Regions from separate parts of the Canis lupus genome. Here region 1 is linked to region 2. A link is a contact called in public Hi-C data. All regions are on one chromosome and are shown on one strand. Each heading gives the region's core, a stretch centred on a gene start, on an enhancer-like site or on the middle of the called end of the contact. The rest is flanking DNA. Distances are from core to core; before and after follow the strand shown.

Region 1 (3,660 bases), core at 1,059-3,558, 38 kb before region 2:
TGCCCGGGGGCTGTTGACTGAGGGACAATGCCCTGTGTGTCTGGCGGGGCTCTGGCGGGTGGCACCTCCGTCTGTGGCCTGCGGCTAGCCACCCGGCCAGCACCCACAGGGCCGGCTGAGACAATCAGCTTCGTTTGCTTTGGGGACGGCGAGGGGGTGAGGGTGGAGGAGGGACGGGCTGTCCGTTGGTCAGGAGAGCAAATGTTCTCGGCTGTGCTGGCCAGGAGCGGACGCAGGCCCCATCTCCCAGGGAGACAGCCCAGGCCCTCCGGCCTCAGCCAGCCCCAGGTGAGTTCAATGGCCCTGGGTGATCGGCGTCCCACCCACTTAGTTCACAGGCGGGGAAACTGAGGCCAGAGCCGGGAAGGGGGCTTGTCTAGGATTACGCAGCGGGTTCGAGGTGACAGAGCTGGGATTCAGACCTGGTCCCCGTGCAGGGCTCCCTCCCCCACCCCTTGCTGTTTGTCTTGGGGTATTTTCTGCACAGTTCCGGCCTGCCGTGAACATGCTTCTGCATCTGTGCTCTCACGCGGGCCAAGTCGCCGTTCATGAGGTCTTTGTGGCTGGTTGTTCTGGCCTCCCCGATGTAGGGCTCCCCGTCCGTGGCTGTCTGTCACTTTGACTCTTTCTCAGCCTCAGTTTCCTTCTCTGTAGAATGGGAGTCATGCCCAGGAGTCAACAGTGGCCTGGCCCATTTCTTCCCGAAATCTTTCCGAGTCTCACGTCCCACCTCTCTAGAATGGGGGTAATGACAGTGGCCACCACATGGGGCCGTTCAAAGGAGGAAAGGAAATAAGCCACGTTAAACAGCTGGCCCAGTCCCTGGCGGGTAGTAAGTGCTCAATAAACACTTAGCTGTTTATGACGAAAATGATTATGATGAAATAATCACATAATTGTTATTACAAACATTAGCTATTCTAATTAGCATGAGAGCCAGCGTGGTTCTCGTCGCTCAGCCAACTCTCCCTCCTTGCCCCTCGGGCCCCCCCGAGAGAGCTCCGGGCTTCACAGGCTCCGGCCACAGTGTGGTGAGCTGGGGTGACCCCAGGGGCTACGGGTCCTGAAATCCCACGCTGAACTGGCCAGCCCCGAGGGTCCAGGTCTCTCCGCTCAAGCGAACCGAACAGTCCAGCCTGCTTTGAGGGAGCCAGTCCGCCCAGGGCAGCGGAGGAGGGTAGGAGAGAGCGTGCAGAGGACAGGGAGGGACACGGTGAATGAACAAACATCTAGGACTGCACCGTGGCGCTCAGGGCCACTCCTGGCCATTTACAGGAATAGGCCGAGGGGGAGAACAGAGTGCGACGCGCTGCCGAATGTCACAAGATTAATCTGTCCGGGGCAGGTTTCCACAGCATAACTGAGAAACTGGCTGAGGCTGGAGCTCATCGAGAGATACCACCATATTTGGTCAAATACTAGACAGGACTCTATTCTATCACTGGAAACTCCAGAGGGAGGGGGACTCTGAAAATACCTCCTCAGGCAGCAAGGGCCCCCACTCCCATCCCAGGCCGCCCCGGCCCCACCCCACTGTCCTCCGAGCTAGTGTGACGGGGTGAGGGATGGGGGCAGCCTCCTTGCTACCCCTCTGCTGCTGCTGGCGGGTGGCGGGAGCAGCATGCAGCTGGGGGGACCCCACCCCCCACCCCGGCCGGCATCCACGGAAAGGGAAATGAAAAGATAGGGACCTGGCTGCCAGGGGGGTCCTCTGCTTCTCAGGCCCCCCGCAACCACCACACTCTCCTACCTGCTGGCCACATGCACCCTTGCTTCTGTATCCCAAAGTCAGGACTTAGCTGTCTGGGCTTCCAGCTCGGTGCTTGTCAACGTAGACTCCGGGGTCCTGGCCTCGGCGCTCTGACAACGCAGGCCCGGGAATCTGCGCCTCACAGGAGCCGGTCTGGGAGCTACAGGAGTCCTCACCCACTCTCCACATTCCCGCACCCCACCTCCACTCCAGCACGGGAGGAGAAGGGGGCAGGTGGGGCTGGGCCTCAGTATCAGTGCCGGAGTCAGGAGAGGCTAGTTAGAGCACGCCTCAGTCTCTTCTTCCCTCGCAGCGTATACCGACAGCTTGGGGCCAGGCTGGGACTTGGGGCCCCAGACTCCTCCCAGTAGGGAGGGGGACACCTGTGGGGGTACCCAGGCAGGTGCTTGGGGAGTCACGGAGGGCCCCAGTGACCATCAGTGGGTTTCCCATTCCTGGGCCATCTCAGGCCTGGAAGGCAGTCCCTTCCTCCAGCCTAGGTCTCGAGAAAACCACCGAAGGGTCATCTGCCCTCAGGGATGTCCTGAGTGTGAAGCTTGTCCGACTACAGTGGGACCAACCTAGGTCTGAGAGAGAGGCCTAAGAACGTGGGCGTCAGTGTTTCTGCCCCACAGCAAAGTTGGGGTCCTTAGGTCTTCTTTCACGGGAAGTGGTGGGCACTCATAACGGAGGCCCCGGGCGGGGGGGCTGGGAAGGGGGAGGCAGGGGGTGGTCTTGCTCAGGGCCACCAGAGCCCTCGGCGGCAGGGCCCGCCTTGAAGCGGCGCTGTGCTCGCCACCAGGTGGCGCCACCAGAAAGCCAGACAACCCTGAAGAGTGTCGCATGCCCAGAGGGAACCATCCCCGCCCCTTCCCTGGAATGGGCCCTGGCGCTGAAACTGAGGGGACCAGGTGACGGGGCATGGGTCCTGTGCCTGCCCTCTGGCCTCCCGAGCGACCCTACTGTCAGGGTCCAGCTCCAGGGACACCTCCCATGTCAGAGCAGCAATGGCACAGGCTGCCAAGGGGGGGGGGGCAAGGATGGGGTGCAGGCTTCTGTCTGCTGTGTGAATGATTCCTTCGCTTGGAGCATCCACCATGTGCTGGGCCCCAGGCGTTTGTCTGCTGGACATCAGAAATTTCAGGAAATAACAATTAGTAATAATAATAGCTACTGCTTAATGTCTATTTACTGACTGCCAGGCACTGTGCTAAGTCCTTCGTGAGCACTGTTTCAGTAAATCTTCCCAGCCACCCTGTGGTGAGGTCCTAATTTTATCCCTCATCTACGAACGGGGAAACTGAGGCTCAGGGAGCCCAAAGTCACAGAGGATTCAAAGCAAGGTTGTCTGATTAGTGTACATGCTGTCCCCTGCAGTGAGGGGAAGGAGAGGAGAGTCACAGCCAGGAGAGGGCAGGGGGTGTCCAGCTGGTCACGGAGGAGGGCCAATGCTTGCCTCGGCCTCCCCATGACATCCTCAAACGAACTGGACCATGAGTGCTGGGGAGGTCACTGAGCCCAAGCCCAAACCAGAGTCCTCAAGAGGATCTGAGAGCTCCCAGGGCATGAGCACGGCACCCAGCAGTGTTCCTGGCACGTAGTAGGCATTCACAAGGTATTTGATGCATTGCCTCAAGCCAGCTGTATGCGATATGGAGTGTTAATGCTGGAATGGAAAATGGGAGGCCCGAGCCACAGGGACCTGTAGAGGGGGTGGGGGATAGCCCAGGGGTAAGAGTTCAGACTCTAGAGATCCACAGATCTGAGTTTTAATCCCGCCTCTACCAGTTCACAGCTGTGTGACCTCGGGACAGTCACTTGACTTCTCTGAGCCTCAGGTTCTTCTGCACAGTAGAGATTATAACTTGGCCTGGCTGGAACGTTGTGAAGATCAAATGAGATCATGCATG
Region 2 (3,637 bases), core at 850-3,349:
CCAGTTCTAGTTCCCTGCACGTGGAGCAGACAGGGTGAGGTATGGGCTCCATAAGACAGGTAGAGAAACTGAGGCACGGGGAAGTGGAGGACCCCACTCTCCTGGACAGTCAGTTGCGGAGCAGGGTTCTGGCCCCGGATCTCCCAAGGGTTGAAAGAGTGGACGAGCATCCAATGGTGGGAGGAGGACGCAGGGCTCTGGCAAGAAGCTGACACTCCAGGACAGGTGACAAGGCCCAGGCCTGGCTTACATAACGCAGCACACCTGTTCACCTCTGCATGTCCCGCACGTGCAAGCAAACGTGTGCTCCAGCACAGCACGCACACCCGGCCCTCGCTCGCTAGCCAATGAGCCTCAGAGCCTGGGTCTAAACAAATTGGATTAGGAGGGCTGCAGGCACCTCTTCCCCCGCACCGTCCAGCGCCGACACTGAGCAGGCCTGCAGAGCTGCCAGCTGCGGTCTCTCGGCCACGCTGACAGTCCGTCCTCAGTCCCGGAGACCTGCCCCTGGGCCCCAGGAAGAGGGTCTGAGAGGATGCCAGGATGATGGATGGGCTAGCTCAAGAGCACACAGGATGTCGGTGCTTGTGCAAGGCTTGTTTCTGAGCTGTTCCCAGCACCCCACCCCCTCCTCCCCTCCCGCTGCCTCTCCCACGATCACTGCCGCCAGGGCCGGGAGCCCAGACCCCGAGCAGATCCACCCTGGATCCTCCATCCCACAGCTGGACAAGTGAGAACTGGTCAGCTCAGAAGACAATAGCCTGGGGGACCAGACACAGGCAGGCACTTCACAGGGAAAATGAACTTATGAACAGGGAGACGATGCCCATTATAAAAGTGACATCTCAGGGCTTTCTCATCCATTGTTTTGTTCATTCCTCAGAGTGGGCCTGGGACTGGGAGATGATGCCTGTAGCACAGATGTGACTATTGAGCTTTGCTATTCAGTGATTCCACAACTTCCCTTTTCTGAGCCCTGAGTCTGCTCCAGCCCTGTGTGGGGTACTGGGAGCCCTCAGATGAACAGCTTGATACCCCCACTGCTAAACAGGACAGTCTCCCTTGGGCTTGGGCTCTGGGGCCTCCCTGGTCTTCCTGGGGAGCAGTCCCAGCAGATGCCATTTCCATATGATGCATGTGAGCGGCTGAGTATTATCACTGAGAGCAGCCTTAGCAGTCAGCCCATTCAAAACACAGACCCTGAAGTCAGCCCCAAGTTCAAACCTGCCTTGCTCCCTTTCTAGCTGGATAGCTGGGGCCAGCTGGCCTCTTCAGGCCTGTTTTCCCTTCTGTGAAGTGGAGGTACAAAAGTTCCCCCTTTGTGGCGTTGTAAGGATTTTTTTTAACTTTATTTATTTATTTATTTAGCTCTGTAAGGATTAATCAGTACTTTCCATACTCCCATTTGACACAGGGAGAAACAGAGGCAGGAGAGGGAAAGGGCTTGACCAAGATCACTCAGTGAGTTGGGGGTTAAGTCGGGACCAGGTACGGACCCCCTTCCCCTACCCCTCACCTCAGTATAAATCCTCCCCACTGGCTCTACCCCAAGTGGCCTAGAGGCCAGGCCAGGCGGCCAGCCTATATAGGTAACTATGGGGACAGGACCTGGGTCCCACCCTCCACCTCCAGCTCTGCTCTGGCCTCTGCAGCAGCAGAGTCCCAGGTGACCAACCGTGGCCCCCAGCCCTCAGTGGTGGTGGAGGGTGGGGGAGCACAGGGACGGGCTCCCAGCCCGGAGCGGCTTGGCCATATAAGGGAAGGAGCCAGAGAGGCCTCCTCACTCAGGCCTGGCGAGAAAACCCAGACAGCCACTGTTTATTTTCTCCTTCCCAGCCTCCTGGAGCTTCCCAAGAAGACAGAGGTTCCCCCCACTGGCTGGGCTCAGCGACATTTCCTGAAGACAGTGAGGAGCAGGGAGGGGGAATCGGCCCATTCTCTGGGAGCAGCCCCCCAGACTGCCAACAGCCGGCACCAGGTAAGAATCTGCCCTGTAAGAGTCTAAGGCCACCTGTTCAACCGTGTCCTTGGGCAAAGGGGATATGGAGCCGCGAGAGCCAGGAGACGTGACCACAGCAGCTGGTGATCAAAGTCGGGTATCCCACAAGGCCCCCTGCCCCCCGGACTGGGGACCAGGAGTAGGAAGGAGCCTCTCGTGGGGCTACCGACCCCCTTCTCATTCAGCGGAGACTAGGGGTCAGGGTCAGCAGTGTCTGCCTGCTGGGCAAGTAAGAAAGACTCAAGGGAAGAGTTCCCAGGGCCAGAGAGCCAAGAGGACACCCTTCCTGCCTCCGTGCCCCTCCTCCCAGCCTGCCACCTCCTCCTCCAGGAAGCCATCCCAGCTTCCCAAAGGGGAGGGGGGGCGGCGGGGGAGGGCTCTCTGTCTTCTGAGACCTTGTCTCTCTCTTGTGTTGTGGCCCTCGGGTCTGCCCCCTATTCACCTTGCCAGGGACATTTCCCCTCTATCTCAGCCTGACGGCGCTCCTCCAGGGCAGGGGCAGGGTCAGCTTCAGTGCCACGTCCCCTCTGCAGGCGGAAGACGCCCTAGGTTTGCTGAAGGGTCAGGTGAAATGGTTAGACCCTGTCCCGAACCCAAAGGATTGGTAAAGTGGCGGGGGGAGGAGACATTCAGCCTAGAGGTTACAGTGAGGGTGCTGGCCCTGGCTGCTCTGAGTTAAGAACCCAGCTCAGCTCCTAACTCCAAGGCCTTGGGAAATTCCTTTCCCACAGAGCCTGGGGGTACAAGGGGGTTAGCACAATTAAAATAGCCAATAAACCGCTGTTCTCATTACAGACAGCATCACCAGATTTTTCTAGGTACAAGGGAACAGAACCACACAGCCCATAGCCAGAGGAGAAGGAGGCAATTAGAGTGCCCGGGTCAAAGGCTGTCAACAAGCCCCTGCCTCTGCGTCAGAGTTTCTCCCACAGGAACGTGGGCCTGCCTCCCATCTACCTCCCGTCTCCATACCCGGGAGAGGCGCTATCTTTGCAACAATATTCCGAGCCCCATGCCGGAAATAGCTCTCAACTCCCCTGGTCCAAGAGGGGCTGTGACCGTGGAACCATCTCCCTTCCATCCTGGTCCTCCACGTGGAGGTGACACCAGCTGGGCCAAAGGTTAAATGCGATGGGAACCAAACCACAGCCACTCAGATACCCCCTTCTGTATTTTTTTCCTCTATCTGCAAACAATCACAGTACCTCTACATTTAAGATGAGTCATGTGTACCCGCGTATGTCCGTGAAAAACTCTGACACTGGCCATAACGAGGAGACGAAGGTAAGATAAGCAGCAAGAAGGGAACAGTGTGGTTACCCTTCGCCCCAGTGCGGTGGCTTGTGAGGCCCTGGGCCTGAGGCCTGAGGTCTGAGGCCGAAGGGAAATGAGCAGGAGCTGGGAAAGCCTCAGAGACAAGAGAGCACCAAACAGGCTTTCTCGCCCTTCCTCGTAAATAGAAAGCAAACTGATGGAGGGGAAAAGCTTGCATCACTGTCTTCCACAGGTAGGACTGAGGCCCGCAGATTCTGCAGAACTGCTCATGCAGGGCGCCAGAGGTGGTCCGGTGAAGGCTTTGGAAACAGTTGTGCATCGAGGAATGCAGGAGGCTGGCTTTATCAGCTTGGTTTCTGGCCA

Evidence for each region. Hi-C and Micro-C count contacts between places; a contact is called where the count stands out from the background.
Region 1: a Hi-C map of amygdala shows a contact between it and region 2, with 3 times the contacts expected there. The contact joins the promoter of IL17B here to the enhancer-like site in region 2. A contact is called at or near these places in 3 of 9 Hi-C or Micro-C datasets (amygdala, blood and skin fibroblasts).

The regions. Positions count from the first base shown.
Region 1 is chr4:60,489,124-60,492,783 of UU_Cfam_GSD_1.0, reverse strand. It overlaps IL17B (interleukin-17B), which reads right to left and starts at 2,308. Exons shown (of 4, transcript XM_038535067.1): 1 at 1,751-2,308; 2 at 1-732. LOC111095596 (a long non-coding RNA gene) reads left to right here. Exons shown (of 3, transcript XR_005358452.1): 1 at 1-288.
Region 2 is chr4:60,450,938-60,454,574 of UU_Cfam_GSD_1.0, reverse strand. No RefSeq gene overlaps it. Among named protein-coding and RNA genes, the nearest start is that of MIR143, 3.7 kb to the right of the region's middle. Within about 2 kb of position 2,099, at least 2 of the 20 cell types and tissues checked have an H3K27ac peak or open chromatin away from gene starts, as enhancers often do.